Regions from separate parts of the Mus musculus genome. Here regions 1 and 3 are each linked to region 2. Evidence: chromatin contacts called from public Hi-C data. All regions are on one chromosome and are shown on one strand. Each heading gives the region's core, a stretch centred on a gene start, on an enhancer-like site or on the middle of the called end of the contact. The rest is flanking DNA. Distances are from core to core; before and after follow the strand shown.

Region 1 (3,919 bases), core at 1,270-3,769, 150 kb after region 2:
GAGGAAATATGGAGACAAAGTGTGGTACCAAGACTGAAGGATAGGCCATCCAGAGACTGCCCTACCTGGGTATCCATCCCATATACAATTACCAAATCTAGACACTACTGCAGATGCCAAGAAGTGCTTAATGACTAGAGCCTGATATAGCTGTCTACTGAGAGGCTCTTTCAGAGCCTGGCAAATACAGAGGTGGATGTTCACAGTTAGCCATTTGGTCCCCAATGGAGGGGTTAGAGAAAGGACTGAAGGAGCTGAAGGGTTTTGCAATCCCATAAGAAGAACAACCATATCAATCAACCAGACCCTCCAGAGCTCCCAGAAACTAAACCACTAACCAAGAGTACACATGGAGGGACCCACGACTCCAGATGCATATGTAGCAGAGAATGGCCTCCTCAGACATCAATGGGAGGAGAGGCCCTTGGTCCTGTTAATGCTCCATGCCCCAATGTAGGGAAATGCCAGGAAAGGGAGGTGGGTGAGCCAGGTGGGTGAGCACCCTAATAGAAGCAGGGGGATGGAAGGTGGGATGGGGTTTCTGGAAAGGAAACTGGGAAAGAGGATAACATTTGAAATGTAAATAAATAAAATATCCCAAAGAAAAAAGTGATAAATGGGATCGTCTTGTATAGAATAAACAATTTTTTGGTATTTATTTATTTATTTATTTATTTATTTATTTATTTATTGAGACAGGGTTTATCTGTATAGTCTTGGCTGACCTGGAACTCACTCTGTAGACCAGGCTGGCCTCGAACTCAGAAATCCACCTGTCTCTGCCTCTCAAGATGCTACGATTAAAGGCATGAGCCACCACTGCCCGACTATAAACAGAATTTTTAAGGTATAAAATCCATCTTTTTCATTCCATTTAAATAAGTCCATTTATATAATTTTTCCTATTGTTATAAATATAATTCTATTTACTCTGGAGGTAGTTTTTGTTTTTATTAATTATCTGTATACGTGTGTGTGTGTGTGTGTGTGTGTGTGTGTGTGTGTGTGTGTGTGTGAAGTATGTGCACACTAATGCCAAGTTCAGAAGGGAGCATTAGATCTTTTGGAGCTAGAGATATAGGTTGTGAAGCACCCGAATAGTTGCTAGGAAATGAACCCAGATTCCCTAGTGCATGCTATTAGTCACTGGGCTATTTCTCTAACCTCTCTTCAGAGTTCCCTGTGCAGATGGAGATGATCCAGATGGAGATGATTCTGAAGCTGCTGTTAGGTAAAGGATTGAGAATGTAACATTAGGCCTGTGTATGTATTACACGATTTTCTGGGAATAGGAAAAATTTCAGAAAAAGAAACTGTTAGCTTCTAATTACAGTTGGGTGTGTGTGCATGTGAGTGTGTGTGTGTGTGTGTGTGTGTGTGTGTGTGCACCATGTATACATGCAACTGTCAGAAATACTTGGACATTTTATAGTACTTTTTTTTTAACAACTTGATATAAATGTTGATTTGACAAACAAGGTACTGCAAATCCTGGAGCAGAGACTGAAGGAATGACCATCCAGAGACTGCCCCACGTGGAGATCCATCCCATAAATAAGCATCAAAACCAGACACTATTGTGGATGCCAACAAGAGCTTGCTGACAAGAGCCTGATATAGCTGTATTCTGAGAGGCTCTGCCAGTGCCTGACACATACAGAAGTGGATTCTCACAGCTATCCATTGGACAGAGCACAGGGTCCACAATGAAGGAGCTAGAGAAAATACCCAAGGAACTGAAAGGATAGGAGGAATATCAGTATGAACTAACTAGTATGCCCAGAGCTTCCAGGGACTAAACTATCAATCAAAGAAAACACATGGTGGGACTCATGGCTCTAGCTTAATATGTAGCTGAGGATGGCCTAGTCAGTCATCAGTGGGAGGAGAGGCCCTTGGTCCTGTGAAGGCTCTATGCCCCAGTATAGGGGAATGCCAGAGCCATGAAGCTAGAGTGGGTGGGTTGATGAGCAGGGGGAGGGGAAGGGGATAGGAGTTTTCAAAGGGAAAAGAGGGAAAGGGGATAACATTTGAAATGTAAATAAAGAAAATATCTAATAAAAAAAGAAAAAAATTACAAAGCTGTGGCTATTAGTGAGAACATGTGAGTTCATTAGTTAATGGGCATTTGAAAGTCAGTGACCCTTCCAGGTATTTTGTAAAAGAAGTGCTTCATTTAAACAGCCTTTAGGGAGAGAACGAAATTTGAAAAGAGATGGAAAGTCTTTTTAGATACTCATGAGGCATCCTTGTTGAGAGAGGAAGAAATTGGATGCATATTAACTACAACATTCAGAAAATACATGGAGATCTTTTTCCTCCAAGCCCTTGATTATGAAAGAATGATGGGTGCCACTCTGACATGCTTTTACCTACTCCAGAGGACTCGTCTACATGGCTGAGATGCTAGAAGGAAAGACCCTTATCTCAGCGATTTAATCAGGTCTGCGATGGTTATCAAATATAATGTTTCAAGGATCTCTGGAGCGGTAGAAAATCAGTAGTGACAAGTCATCCCCCGGGATCCAGGCTGAGCAGTGATGCCGAGGAGAGCAGAGGTGGATGTGATAACCATGAATTAAGCCCTACAATTTGTTGATGAATAATTGGTTGAGAAATAGGTCAGAAGACCTTTGTCACAAATGAGGCTTTTTAGTAACTTGAGGGGATGAATTTATTTAAAATAACTCAAGTCACTCTGTCTATATGGCTTTGCATTCTCCCACCAAATATTCTAGAATTAGCCATCCTAAGTGGGGCATTAGTATTATTGCCACTACTACAGGTAGAATATTTTAAAAAGAACATTAGAAAATGAAAATGCAGACTTGAATCCAACGGTGTAATTTGCTAAATTATAGCTTGTTTGTGGTTTACAAGAAAGAAATTAGATGGGGGAGCTGTAGTTATTCCTAGGAGGAGAAAAATAGGATTATCTCATTGTCAAATCTCTGTTCAGGTCATCTGACGTCATTCAGTATCAGGACATTTGCAGGTCTCCTGTAAAACTGATCCAGACAAGCGTTTGAAGCACAGTTTAGCTGTGCAGTGAGAACGGCTGATTGATGCTGCTAGTAAGGGAGAGGAACTCTCTGTTTTTACTTACAAAATGTCCACTTCCTAGCTTTCTGGCTGAAGTTTGTGTCAGCCTTAATTGTGTGACATTGAGAGTGCCAGGGGTTGCTCCCCAATATGCTTCTCCTAAATGCGTGTCACCACTGTCAGTCATAATTTAGAATATAGAACACACTCTCCCTCTTTAATATATATTTCCAATTCCAAAGTGCAGTTAGTAAAACTAAGTTCATGTTGTTTAAGAGAAGTTAATTTTTTTTCTCTGCTTAATGTTATTTAGCTTTTTTTTTCCCCTTGAGAAGCCATTTCAGTCAATCATATTTTAAAGTTCAAAATGAGGCTGTGGTGCTCAGTGATACAAAGGTCATATATAACAGTTTGGTCTGATGTCTAGAGCTCAGGGATTCCAATGGAGAAGTTAGGGCAAAGACTATAGGAGCTGGAGGGGTTTACAACTCCATAACAAAAACCAACCAGATCCCCCAAAACTCCTAGGGACTATACCACCAATCAAAGAGGACACATGGATGGACCCATGGCTCCAGTTGCATATGAAGCAGAGGATGGCCATATCTGGCACCAAAGGGAGGGGAACTCCTTGGTGCTGTGAAGACTCAATGACCCAGCATGGGGAAGGCTAGGGCACTAAGACAGGAATAGGTGGGCAGGTAGGGGAGCACTGTCATAAAGGTGGGGAGGGGATAGAGGGCTTGTGGTGGGGAAACTGGGAAGGGGATAACATTTGAAATGTAAATTAACAAAATAACCAATACAAAATGAAGAAAATAACAAAAAATAAACGAGCGTAGATTTAATCTTTATTTGGTCAGGTTAGTTTTAATAC
Region 2 (3,680 bases), core at 502-3,001:
TATACACAAAAGGGTAAAGGAAGTAGTTATACACACAAAAAATAAAGGAATCTCTCATAGTCCATTTTTCTTCCTCCAGAAACCTCTGAAGCCTTATTCTTCAGCCTGGTAGAAAAACATTAAGCTTTGTGAAGGAATTTAGTCATATATATATATATATATATATATATATATATATATATATATATATATACATATATATATATATATATATATATCATCCCACTGAATGTAATGGTTGAACTTCAGACATACACAAACACACACATATATGTGTATATATATATATACATATAATATACAATATATTAATATATATACACATCATATAACACAAACCTTTTCTTTGTATTGCATTGAAATTATTCTTATACTATTAAACATATATTAACTTCTAATGGCTTCCTCACACTGTCTGACTAGTGCATTCTCATCCCTGACAGATAAAAGCCATGAGGTCAGCTTCTAGATTTGCCCAGAGATATTACTGCCTCCATATAGAAGGCAATAAAATAAGTTTTGGTCATTTCATAGCAATGTTTTGCTCTTCTTGCACACAATTTCCAGCTATTTAAGATATACTGATGAGGCCTTAGAGCTTCTGGCTATATTAAGGGTCTCAGGAAGATAGAGAGCCTATGGCCTGCTACTGAGGCTTCTGTCTCAACCCCATTCCTGATGAGGTTTTCTGAAGCACCTTTACCTGTTGGTGTGTGGGCTTGGATCCAGGTCAGGGTTTGTCAAGAAGACTCTACTCTGTGTGAGGTAGCATGTTACGATCTTTAAGAGTACATTGCTTATTTATTTATTCTCCTTCCTAGCAGGGAAACCATACAGCCATTTTGTTTCAATAATATCTCAGTTTGCTATTTTTTTTCGTAAAATTATGAGGAATACTGGATTTAAAAATGAACAATAACTGCTGTTGGGGCCGACCTGAGGCTCTCATGTCCGGATTCAAGCCTGGAAGGCATCTTGGAACTGGAAGAGAAGAGGGGATCTAGGTGGGTTGACAAATAATGGAACCAAGACAACTAGTCTGCTCAAGGTTCACCTGTTTAATGGTGGACACACTTTATAAAGGAGGGGGGAAAGTCCATTCCCGCCAATTCATCCTTGGAGCCCAGCAGCAGGTGACCACTTATAGGTTCAGGAACAGCTAGGCTGACTCCAGGCAGGTAGCAGCAGAGGCAGTTGCAGAACAATAGAGTGATCCAGGGAGGCAGGCTCCACCCTAGGTGATCTCCTTAGTGGCAACAAAGTCAAGGTCTGGCTCAGCCTGCTTCAGGCTTGTGGGAGGCTACAAACTGCAAAAAGGTCAATGAAATTATGTTTAATGATAATCTGCTACACTCATAGATTGGTGCCTAGCCTATTTGTCATTGGAGAGGCTTTGTCCAGCAACTGATGCAAACAGATATAGAGACCCACAGCCAAACACTAGGTGGACTTGGAGAATCCTATGGAAGAGGGGGAGGAAGGAGTGTAGGAGCCAGTTAGGTCACGGACACCACAAGGAAAACCACTGAATCTACTAGCCTGGAGACATAGGGGCTCATGGAGACTGAACCACCAACCAAGGAGCCTCTGCACATATGTTACAGTTGTGTAGCTTCTTGTGGGACTCCTAAGAGTGGGAGCAGGGGCTGCCCCTGACTCTGTTACCTCCTTTTGGGACCCTTTTGTCTTACTGGATTGCTTTGTCTAGCTTTATCAGGAGAGGCTGTTCATAGTCTTACTGCAACTTGATATGCTGTGGCTGGCAGATACCTGTGGGAAGCCTGCCCTTTTCTGAATAGAAATGGAGGAATGGATTGGAGTGAGGGGTGAGGGTGGAGGGGAGGGACTGTCAGGGGAGAAGAGAGGTACTGCAGTTGGGATGTAAAGAAAACATAAATAAATAAAGCTAACAAACTAAAATGAACAATAAATAGTAGTACAACTCTTGTGAATACTTAGTCTTTTCTCATTTGTAATTCTCTAGTCTGTCAGCAGGTTGCAGCAGAGTGCTAGCAATAGTTTTAAATTAGGGAATTAGAGGGCATCAGAATTGCTCTTCCCTGCCTCCATGTATCCCTTTTTTCTTTTTGCCCTTCCTCCCTCTCCTTCTTCCTCTCCCTCCTTTTATCCCTCTCCTACTTTCTTTGACTCTTCACATGTTTCTCTCTTCCTTGCCTTTTTTCACAGGTCTCTTTCTTCTGACAAATACACATTATATTCAGTTGTGTTTTGCAAATGGAGGAGCTGACTGAATAGTAAAGTTTGCATGTACATTGATAGTAAGAGCAATCAAATGTTAGTGACATCCTTTTTTACTACTCTTTAAGCAATAGCATTTTGGGGACAATATATGGAATTGAGCTTCAACCAAATCAGGCATTGATGGATTTTATAGTTTGATTAACAAAGATAATAGCAAACCCCAGATTTAGTTTAAACATAAAAAGTATTAAGGTTGTATCCTGCTTGTATAGCATATGCAAATGACCTCGTTTCTGCTACTGCATTTGGAAATGTAGCAGAAGAAAAAAAAAAGGCACTTCAATTGCAGCTCTCATCAGTTATTCACTGTATCCAGGCCTCTCAATTGTGTTCTTTTCTTTAATGCAATAGCAAGCAGCAATCACCCAGCTGTGCTTGGTAGAGTGAACTATATACACATCTATATTGAGATTTCATACACACATAACATAAAAGCGAGAGAAAAAGCCTCAAGAATGTTTGGCCCATTGCAAATCACACAAAAGGACTAATGAATCTCTCTCCAAATGGATCTGTAGTGACCATCTGTAAGCCTTGATTGATTCATATTCCATAACGGTATCAGCATCCAGGAAGTGATTACTTCAAGGTGCAACACAACTTCCCCTATGAAAGCTCAGTCTCTTTAATCATACCTAGTCAGTATCTGTCACGGGGATAAACTAAGGCAGATTGACTTCTTGTCTCACCTTTGTTTGTTTATTTCATATATGCAGAGCATCTACTCAAAGCATCCAAAACAAGAAACAATATTACTCAAGCATGAAATATGATAGCTACTGACTTTTTACTTTGACCTTTGTGGTTAAATGCTCATTCTTAGATGGGACATGTTTTGATTCTATAGTTTAATTCACAAAGTATTATCCATGGGTTGATCTAATAAATGGGATTTTTCTTTTTTTTTGCAGTATTTTGGGGGTATAATATTGAAATGCATTACACATCAGTTCAACAGATAGCCGTGCTATGGAGCTGCTATGGCTTTTTGGCATGTGTTAACCAGTGCAGGTATATGCTCATAGTGACCTTTAGGGTGGGGCAGGGGAACGGCAGTCCTCAGCTGATAATGACACCCATCTTTAAAATAATTACCACTATGTGAAGTGCTGTGAAGGAGAAAGACACTACTTTATGATAACACACAAGGAAAGCACTTGACCTGTCTTAGGGAGGAAAAATGGATTAGAGAGACTTCTCCGAATGATAGGAAGGAAAGTCATTAGTCTCAGACAGCAGTTCAGAGTAAGGTTTGATTAGTGTCTTTAATTTGTAATTAAATGGGAGAAACTATAATTAAGCATGAATCAAAACCTTAAGTGATATAGCATGTTAATTTATTGTATGGGATAATCATTGTGGTAAGAGGTAATGCTTTGATAAGTTAGTGTTGCTTCATTTGAATAGCAATATCTTGA
Region 3 (3,805 bases), core at 480-2,979, 250 kb after region 2:
TACTGCTTTTATAATTGGCTGGTGCATAAAGATATTTTCATAAGGAATTACTTATGAATTGATATATTTAATTCCAAAGAAAGCAACTTGCAAGCCGAAACTATTTCCAGTAAAAGTTAATGGGTGAAAGTGACCTGAAAATTGTAGAGACCACTGTGCAATAATATGGACATATTTTCTCACTAACTGGTATATTATTTCCATAGTAGTCCTCCCCCTCTTCTTTCTTTCTTAATTTCTTCCCATCCTTTCTTCATTCCTTTACTTCCTTTTTCTTCTTGTCTTATCATAATATACAATAAGATCCTGAAATCATCATATCCATACAACATATTTTTTAAAATATATTTTTGTCATTTACTCTGAGGAAACACAAGCTTAAAAACTGAATATGTCTGTCTGTCTGTCTGTCTGTCTGTCTCTCTCTCACACACACACACACACAAACACAAGTACATAAATATATTGTGTATGTGTGGGCAGAAGTATATACACACGTGTCAATCACAGTGCATAGCATAAGCTATATGCATAGATTCAGTGGAATATTAAGAAAAGAATCTAGAGTCTCTTTGGGGAAGTCAAGAAATACAATGACTTTAAATCATTTCTGCAGTGAGTCTAAAGGAGATCGGAGCACATATGCCGTAATCACTGTACATTTGATTTTGGTTAAAATGTTATAGTACAAGTGAGACCTTTGTTCTGTGTACGTGCCCTGTGCACGTTCCAAGTGGGCTAGTTTTATTCTCATGCCATGGGAGCAGGTGGCATGAAGCTGTTTTGATGAGGTTAAAAGGCTCCTCCCCCCATTCCGCAAGCAGCAGCCTGAAGTACGTCAGCAGTAATTGTGTGCATGGCTCTCCCGTGCAGGATGGGTGGAGGCAAAATTGATATCAAATAAGGGCATCAAACTGAGATCTGAGAGTTCCGTTTAAGTTGTTACTCGTTTTTATTAGCCCCACCAGAGTGAAAACCTTATAACTTAAATATCCTCCATACAAGAACAATAATTCTGATAGATTTCAATTTTTTTTTCTCCAAAAAGACTGATTTCGTGCTCTGTAGTGGATGTAAATGAAGAGGTTTCTTTATCCTCATTTTCTTTTATTATTGATAAATCAGACTTTAGTTCAATTAGATAAAAGAGAGAGGTTCTCTTGTTTGGACTTGAGGCCTTTAATGAGGATGGGAGCCCCTGGGGAGCCGAAATCGGTTCTGCTTTGGGGGTTTCTTGCCATTTCTTTAGTCCTTCTTTCCTTTCCAGTGGGCCTAGGGTGTGGGAACTATCCAAGGTGCTAGGATTCTGGCAGCTCTGCTGCTCAATGCAGGCAGATTGCAGAAGCTGAGATTACCGCTTATTTGAGAAGGTACGTTCTTTGTTTCAGAATCCCTGATTAATCAGCAGCAGCAGCAGCATCAACAGACTAAGGCAGCTGGAGAGAAGAGAGAAAGAGGGAGGGACGGAGGAACGGAGGGAGGGAGGGAGGGAAGGAGGGAGAGAGAGAGAGAGAGAGAGAGAGAGAGAGAGAGAGAGAGAGAGAGAGAGAGAACACACCAGAGCCAGCCAGCGCAAGCTGGTTGTCATGGGGGAGGGACGATGCTACCAGCCAGGCTTCTCCAAACCTTCTGTATGTATGCAAGGAGAAAGAGCATCTCTGGGGCTGAAAGGAGACATTTAGAGAGGATGTGTCTGATTTTTGTTTCCATTTATTTTTTTTCTTCACAGAACATGATCAAATGAGGTACCTTAGCCAGCTTGGTGACTGCTTCGGGTCTTGTAATCATCTGTGTAGCAAAGTGGGTAAAATCATTCAGTTTCGTCCCTGCTGGACCTGGAAGGAGAGGGGCTGTGCGCTCATCCCCACCCATTAGCTATGCCCTCTTTTCTCCGAATGTCGATTTAACGAAGCAAGCACCTGTCTTCTGCCACTGCCTCTTCCTTGCAAACTTTAAAAGGCATTTTATCCGATAGAAAGAACAACGAAAATGCTCTGATCTCTAGTGATGAAGAATCTTGGATTCGACACTTTTCACATCCAGATATAATGCACTTTAATTGAAGAAATACTGAACTGAACCTACAAGTCTCTTTCTTATGGTGCTGGATTACTCCTCCCGAACTGCCCCGAGACCAGCCCTGAGAGAGGGCTCTGACAGACCCAACTCACCTCCTGACTATTCCACTTAGTTCTCCCCCGGGGACTTAATTTTTGGTATGTATCTCATTTTTCAGATTCTATAAGCATGCTAATTGAATCTAGAACTAAGGAGAGGAGGCAATTGATTATGAAATGGGATGAATTTTAGTTAGGGATACTTAATGCTGAAGTTTGCATGTTTTATTAGGTGGAGCAGAAATAAAGCTGCAACACGGGCATCCACACTGTTAGTGAGCCCCTGGCTATTTTTAATCCCGTACCCACTTCGTGATTACCATGGAAATGGTAAATGGATTTTCATTAGTAAAATAAGCCATGTTGAATTATTAAAAGAATTGGAAGTATTTCCATGTCATTAATTACTATTCGCGTTGTGCTTGCTGCTATTTATCTTAATTCCATATCATAAATATTTTACAATAGGCTCAGTTCACTGGTGTCAGCAGTGAGAGCCCAGTTTTGCATTTTCAGAAAGAAAGATATGTACTCTACCAAAACATTTCCAAATTGCTAGATATACTTTGAAGGTGAAATTGCTTATTTCTGGCTGATTCCAAATAGACATTTTTTTCCAGAAAATGTGTTTAAATACAAGCCAATATCTGGAAGGTGTCCTTAGTCTTACCAAAATGTACATCTGCAGTAGAACTTTAGGTGGCCTTGCTTAACTTGGGACATGTACTTATTTCATTGAAATAACTCCAGTATAATTTTTCAATCTACCCAGGAGTATTTTCAATACTTGGAATATTGGCACATCTGGGAAAATATTGTATTTTAAAATGTTCATTTTTACTGAAGAATACTAAAGTTGTTTTTGTAGTAAAGTAGTACATTTACTTTTCTAAATGTAGTGAAAAATATAAAGGTATTTAATGGAAGAGATTAAAGGGTGTAATTATGATAAATTTAGTATCTATGAATTTATATTCAATTAGCAGAGAGTAATAAAATAGAGAGCAAGAACAAAAACTCAATCTCCTAAATTTTCATATTTTGGCTATGCTCCAATTCATTGATGTATTATAAAGCATCAACTTAACAAAGAGAAAACAGGAGTCAGACATGTACAAATGGTTTTGTTTTTCTTTGGAAAGTAGAACATACTTTTTTTCTAATATAAAAGATAATTTATATTAGGCAAAAATATAATATAAAAAGATAATTCTGTGAAGGACATTTAATAGTTAGGGAATTGTGAAAACAGACCTTTGAAAAATACTACAACTTTGCAAAAGACTAGAAGAGTTGTGAAACTTGAATGGTTTGTAAAGTTGTGTAGAAGTGTCAAAATCTCAGGGTAAACAATGGTGCCTATTGTTTAAAATCAATCAGTCAGTCATAGACTCCCAACTCAATTAGATGGCTCCCACTCTAGATCCAGTCAGCAATTTATTAAAGTCACTGTATCTGCTTTGCAAATACTGCCTTGTAAGCGTCTGGAACCAACTGGCCCAAGGCTCCACAAATTCCCTCAGCCACTGGCTCTTTGCTTGAGCCTCTGATATAAGAGAGGATATATGCAATGTTTTAAAACCTTTGGTAAAAGACACCATGACAGGCTAGAAGTTAGGGAAATGGCTGGTACATGATTTTATTGCACTTGTATGATCTATGCCCACTTCCCAATTTGGGGGAGGGAA

What was found. Hi-C and Micro-C count contacts between places; a contact is called where the count stands out from the background.
Region 1: a Hi-C map of the N1E-115 cell line shows a contact between it and region 2, with 2.6 times the contacts expected there. The contact joins two enhancer-like sites. A contact is called at or near these places in 5 of 484 Hi-C or Micro-C datasets (the N1E-115 cell line, cerebellar granule neurons, cerebellum and 2 more).
Region 3: a Hi-C map of the N1E-115 cell line shows a contact between it and region 2, with 5 times the contacts expected there. The contact joins the promoter of Nyap2 here to the enhancer-like site in region 2. A contact is called at or near these places in 1 of 39 promoter capture datasets (hippocampal neurons), 10 of 484 Hi-C or Micro-C datasets (the N1E-115 cell line, cerebellar granule neurons, cerebellum and 6 more), 3 of 115 datasets of contacts at active chromatin or transcription factors (SST interneurons, embryonic forebrain and forebrain) and 2 of 9 other capture datasets (adipose tissue and liver).

What each region holds. Positions count from the first base shown.
Region 1 is chr1:80,975,187-80,979,105 of GRCm38.p6, forward strand. No RefSeq gene overlaps it. Among named protein-coding and RNA genes, the nearest start is that of Nyap2, 100 kb to the right of the region's middle. Within about 2 kb of position 2,520, at least 1 of the 459 cell types and tissues checked has an H3K27ac peak or open chromatin away from gene starts, as enhancers often do. A contact at or near this core is called in the N1E-115 cell line, where this site is marked.
Region 2 is chr1:80,828,585-80,832,264 of GRCm38.p6, forward strand. No RefSeq gene overlaps it. Among named protein-coding and RNA genes, the nearest start is that of Dock10, 72 kb to the left of the region's middle. Within about 2 kb of position 1,752, at least 3 of the 459 cell types and tissues checked have an H3K27ac peak or open chromatin away from gene starts, as enhancers often do. A contact at or near this core is called in the N1E-115 cell line, where this site is marked.
Region 3 is chr1:81,075,678-81,079,482 of GRCm38.p6, forward strand. Nyap2 (neuronal tyrosine-phophorylated phosphoinositide 3-kinase adaptor 2) reads left to right here and starts at 1,730. Exons shown (of 7, transcript NM_001356397.1): 1 at 1,730-2,216.